Regions from separate parts of the Zea mays genome. Here region 1 is linked to region 2. Evidence: chromatin contacts called from public Hi-C data. All regions are on one chromosome and are shown on one strand. Each heading gives the region's core, a stretch centred on a gene start, on an enhancer-like site or on the middle of the called end of the contact. The rest is flanking DNA. Distances are from core to core; before and after follow the strand shown. Region 1 holds the start of LOC100037799 (brittle stalk-2-like protein 6). Region 2 has its middle 9.8 kb from the start of LOC103633403.

Region 1 (2,700 bases), core at 90-2,589, 270 kb after region 2:
TCGCGGGCGCTCGACACAAGCGGACCTCAGGCGGCGGTAGCATAGCAGCAGCAGACCAACGCTGGCCGTGGAAATGGACCGCAGACAAGATGACTGACCGACTGGTTTCGTTGGTCACGGTAGCAAGCAGACGCTAGCTGTGACGTGACCAGTGGAATCAAACATGGGTGCGCAGCCAATGGAAAGAGTTCTTTCCGTGTGGCCTGGTCTGGTCATGTGGCCTCGCCGTCGCCGCGTAGAAATAGAATACTAGAATAGAATAGTGCGTGCAATCTCTCATACTGTTCCAGCTGCCGGGGCTCGCTCGACGGATATCACAGTGCGGCCGCCCGTCCGCCGGTTGACCGACCCCGCGCCACCGGTTTGTTGGTTGGTTGGCGGGTTTGCACTGACTGACTGGCACACCGGACGTGTTGCTCTGCGCGCCGCCTGCCTTGTTGCGCCCCCGGGTCAGGGTCACACCATCCAGCCCCGCCACCGGCTGCAAAGCTTGCCGTGCTCGTCTCGTCTACTACTCTTTTAGCTCCGCGACGCGGGACGACTGCGGTTGTCCGCGGCCGCTGCTTGCTGGATACTAGGTCTTAGCTGTTGCCTTGCCGTCACCAGGGACAGAAAGATTACGCGTACGTATCGGGCTCGAGAGGCCGGCACGAAAAGCGATTTTTGTCATCTAGTATGTAATAAGAACAAGTATAACAAGAGGCCATACAAGATTATAAAATGTTGAGGTGTACGAAATAGAGGAGGAGAGAGAAGAGAATCAGACGGTAAACTTGCGTTCGACTTAGACAAAAAAATCAAAAAGGTTTGTGAGAGAGATAAGTAGAGTTATGTATTAATACTGAAGAGCTAACTGATATATAAATAGGCTAAATAGCAAGCTACGTACAACGATACTTGCAGTCGTCTCTGTTATTAAACTTGCTCTAATTAATATAAAGAGATTGGAGTGAGCTAGCGGAGCACTGTGGGCTAGTCTGTGAGAACCTACCAACATGACAGTCAGACAGGGATGGCTCCTGTGAGCTAGTCGATCAAAAAAAAAAAAGAGTAAAACCTTAACCCGGAAGGAAGCAATCCAACTATCTACATCCACCATCTCCATCCAAAGGCCCGCAGTTCAGTTGAAACCGATGACGCAGCTGTCACTTGGCACTCCCCTACCCCTAGTATAGCAAAGCTCCGCATGATCCGATCCCATCGCATCCCACACGCGACACACCCGGCCGAAAGACCGCCCTGTCTCTTCCTGCATGCGTAAGTCTGCATCCCCGGTCAGTCAGACACGGCGCGCCCGCCAGAAACCTCACACCGCCATCGCCATCGCATAAACTAGGCGAGAAGAGAGAGGGGAAAGTTGCTTCTCTCTCTGACCCGCCCACTCCCTCCTTCCCTGCTCCGGTCGCACTCCGTAGTTCCTCCGCGCACTTACGTACAGCAGACAGACACGAGATCGAGTGGTACAGGGCCCGCCAGAAACCTCACGAGCTAGCTGGGTTCCTGCCGCGCCGCCGATCCACGCATGGCGCCGCCGCCGCTCCTGCCCGCGCGCTTCGTCGCCGCCTCCGTCGCGCTGCTCGCCGTCGCCTTCTCCTCCTCTCTAACGCGTCCGTCAGGTCAGACCAGTGCGCCGCGCGCACCTCCGCCTCCAAACCCTGCCATCTCCTGTCCTCGTCGGATGATTCTTGTGATGTTCAGATATATCTCCCTCGTATAATCTCAATCACACATAAAACAAAGCTTCCTTTCGTACCATACCATTACCATGAATGCTGCTGCATGAAACTTTTTTTTTTTTGCCTGCAGGTGCATACGATCCGCTCGATCCGAACGGGAACATAACAATCAAGTGGGACGTGATACAGTGGACTGCGGATGGCTATGTGGTGAGTGAACGGGTTAATTAATTCGCCACTATCTGACGACGGACACCTTCTGATCGAAACGCCCTGCTTCTTCGTTCCCCTCCCCTCCCATGCCCGTGCCCAGGCCGTCGTTTCGCTATACAACTACCAGCAGTACCGCCACATCCAGGCGCCGCCGGGGTGGAGGCTAGGCTGGGTGTGGGCGAAGAAGGAGGTGATCTGGGCGATGACCGGCGGCCAGGCCACCGAGCAGGGCGACTGCTCCAGGTTCAAGGCCAGCGTCCTCCCCCACTGCTGCAGGAGGGACCCGGAGGTGGTGGACCTGCTGCCCGGGACTCCCTACAACACGCAGACCGCCAACTGCTGCAGGGGAGGAGTGCTCGCCTCGTGGGCGCAGGACCCTAGCGACGCCGTCGCCTCGTTCCAGGTCAGCGTTGGGCAGGCTGGGTCCACCAACAGGACCGTCAAGGTGCCCAGGAACTTCACCCTGCTGGCGCCTGGTCCCGGGTACACCTGCGGAGCCGCCAAGCTTGTCAAGCCTACCAAGTTCATGTCTCAGGATGGCAGGAGATCAACTCAAGCGCACAGTACGTAAGATGATTAACCTCAAGCCTACCAAATTCATGCATTGACGATCGACTTGTTTAATTTCTTCGCGCAGTGACCTGGAACGTGACGTGCACGTACTCCCAGTTCCTTGCCCAGAGATCTCCAACCTGCTGTGTCTCGCTCTCGTCGTTCTACAACGACACCATTGTTAGCTGCCCAGCATGCTCCTGCGGCTGCCAGAACAACAACAGCAGTAGCACCGCCGCGCCAGGAAGCTGCGTAGAGT
Region 2 (2,700 bases), core at 39-2,538:
AGTCTAAACCCACACGCCTGCCATGCCCTCAGGGCGGATCTACGTCCGGGGCTGCCTGCCTGGGCTGCAGCCCCGGTCGCGGTTCGCGAGCGAATAGGCCTAGTACACGCAGCCGCGTCTCCGCCTCCACTCCTCTAGCCGTCAGCCGTCGCTCGATCGCTCGCCGAGTCGCCGTCTCAGAGTCTTGCCGTCTGGCCGTGTCCGCCTCCTCTCGCCCTCTCCGGTCGACGGTCGTGGACTCGTGAGTCGTGGGTGCTGCCGCGCTGGCCTCGCAACCTGCAGGCTCTCGTAGGCCCGCCTCCGATCGTGGACGCTCGCCGTCTCCAGTCGGCGATCGCCGTCTCAGGCTTCTCCGCTCTCTGTCTCCGGTCGACATGCGAGCCATGAGTTCAGCCTGCAAGAGCGAAACAATCTGAACAAAGAAGTCACCGAAATCCACTTAAGGGCTTGTTCGGTTATTCCCAATACACATGGATTGGATGAGATTGGAAAAAATTGAGAAGAAGTTTGACTTGTTTGGGATTCAAACTCATCCAATCCCACTCAATCCACATGGATTGAGAGCTAACCGAACAAGCCCTAAAGGCGGAGCGGAACCAAGCACGCTTAGCTTCTGCTGCTCTGCTCCACCCTGAAACCCCAAATTCCTCACGGAGTGGAACCAAGCTCCAGCGAGAAAACCCAAATTCCTTTACCCCTCTTTTTCCTACATGTTTCCCCCCTTCCTGGAAGCAGAACAAAGCAGAACAGTGCACCGTTCTGAATTATTCTGTTGGTAGGTATCTTTGGATTAATATTTAAATTATATCTTATGTCATATTAAATATCAATTATATTTTTTGTTGGTTTAAAAAAAATTATAGCCTTAGCTTAGTAGCACTAGCACCCCTGTAGGATCAACGCTGGATCTGCACTCGAGAATGGTGATACTATTAGAAATTTAAGGTTGAATATAATGTACGTAGACCGATCTCGTAAGCTAAACTCAGATCGCAGTTGAGATCTGCCATAATAATCTAATGAATCACGAACCTAGCAGTTGAGATCTGCCATAATAGTTTGCCTCCTCCTTGACACTGTCTGAGATAGAGAGTGAAGAACCGACGGTAACTTGTCTGGGCCAAGGGATTAACGGACTGCCGAGGCCGCGCAAAGGTTGTTTGAGTTGCAAGAAATTATCATACGGGCCGGATCGATGACCATCCAAACGGGCCTGAAGATAGTTTAGAGTCTCGGCCCATCCATAGGGATATTGCGAGATTTACGATTGTGTTCTACTACTAACGTGATGGATCATATTACGGGTTAGGGTGTGGGCTGCATTCGTAAGTAAATGGACCGCCGTGTCTGGTCCACGCTCCTGAAAAAGCAGCCCACGAAAAGGCGTATGTGTTCCCGTATCTCTATCGCCTTCCGGAGGCGGATTACCTGGACGGGTTCCTCCTCATTGTTGAGAACTACGTTACCACGGATCAACAGATCCGCTCTCTTCCCTCCCGTCAGCAGTAGAGGCGCAAGAAGCTGTAGAGGATCCGTCTCTCTTCACATAAGCACGACAGAAGAAACACACGAGACACTGGATATAGGGTTGGGCCTCTGACCTCTTTTTCTTCTCTGTTTCATATGAGGGGTACAGGTTCTATATATAAAGACGCGATAGCCCTCAGAGCTATATTCGGTATTTGCCCACATAACCCTTCATTAGGGTTTCTCAACACTCCCCCTTGGGCGAATACCGCGACCAACACATGCCTCGTTAAAACTCCAAAAAACCCAGTGGGAAAAAAATGGAGAAAGAGTGCATGGTGATACAAATTGCATTTGCACTTTGTTGCCTCGTTAAAAACCTCATGTGAGAAACTTCAAGAAAACTCACCAAGGGAAAAAGAGTACAACAGCTGTCATCGGGACAGATTTCGATCCTCTGGAATCTAGATTCTACCGAATCTTCTACAAAGGCTAACTTTAGAAATGTGCTCCCCTGATCCTTGCAAAACTGTATCAATATGGCAAAATATTTTCTTCTGGAAGTATATGCACATATAGATTTAGCAAACAGATTGCATATCCTTGCAAAGATTATTTCAGGAACTTCACCTCAACTCACTTCTAGGATACATGAGGTAAGTGCACGTATCAACATAAATAAGCCACTTCAACTAGTGGTGTTCGATCGACCAGATCTACATATTTGATAGAAACTTCCATAAAGGTTCACATATTGATCATCAAGCTGACGCCTTCAGGGCATAGAATATGACATTTATTGTCACACGATTGTGATCAATATAAGCATTCGCTCCCCCTGACGATGACATATGTCAAAGTCGTTATCCCTCATAACTCAAGCATATTCTTCAAGATATATATCTCATTGTTCATCTAGAATAACGAGAATGGACGAGGTTGGGGTGCTATCATTTTCTATCTTACACCACAATTTATACATAGTTGTGCAAAGCAAGTAACATGTCCTTATATAGGACTTAGGGGATAATATAGTTGCAATAGTTTATATTGTAAATATGACACATCGCTCCAGGCGTTCATCCATTGCAACATCTATGATGGTGTAACAAAAGTCCATCAAAGATCGTAATCCATCAGGGATTTTTCATCGATCAGATACATCGTTATAGTCTGTCATTCTGGCATAATGGGGACATTTTTGCCAGTAACACCTAAACCTTATAGGTTTCT

What was found. A called contact is a pair of places that touch in the nucleus more often than the background predicts.
Region 1: a Hi-C map of leaf shows a contact between it and region 2, with 2.9 times the contacts expected there. The contact joins the promoter of LOC100037799 here to the enhancer-like site in region 2. A contact is called at or near these places in 2 of 25 Hi-C or Micro-C datasets (endosperm and leaf).

The regions. Positions count from the first base shown.
Region 1 is chr7:173,289,318-173,292,017 of Zm-B73-REFERENCE-NAM-5.0, forward strand. It overlaps LOC100037799 (brittle stalk-2-like protein 6), which reads left to right and starts at 1,340. Exons shown (of 6, transcript NM_001112500.1): 1 at 1,340-1,616; 2 at 1,807-1,886; 3 at 1,990-2,452; 4 at 2,527-2,698. The coding sequence starts at 1,523.
Region 2 is chr7:173,022,538-173,025,237 of Zm-B73-REFERENCE-NAM-5.0, forward strand. No RefSeq gene overlaps it. Among protein-coding and RNA genes, the nearest start is that of LOC103633403, 9.8 kb to the left of the region's middle. Within about 2 kb of position 1,289, at least 17 of the 20 cell types and tissues checked have an H3K27ac peak or open chromatin away from gene starts, as enhancers often do. A contact at or near this core is called in endosperm and leaf, where this site is marked.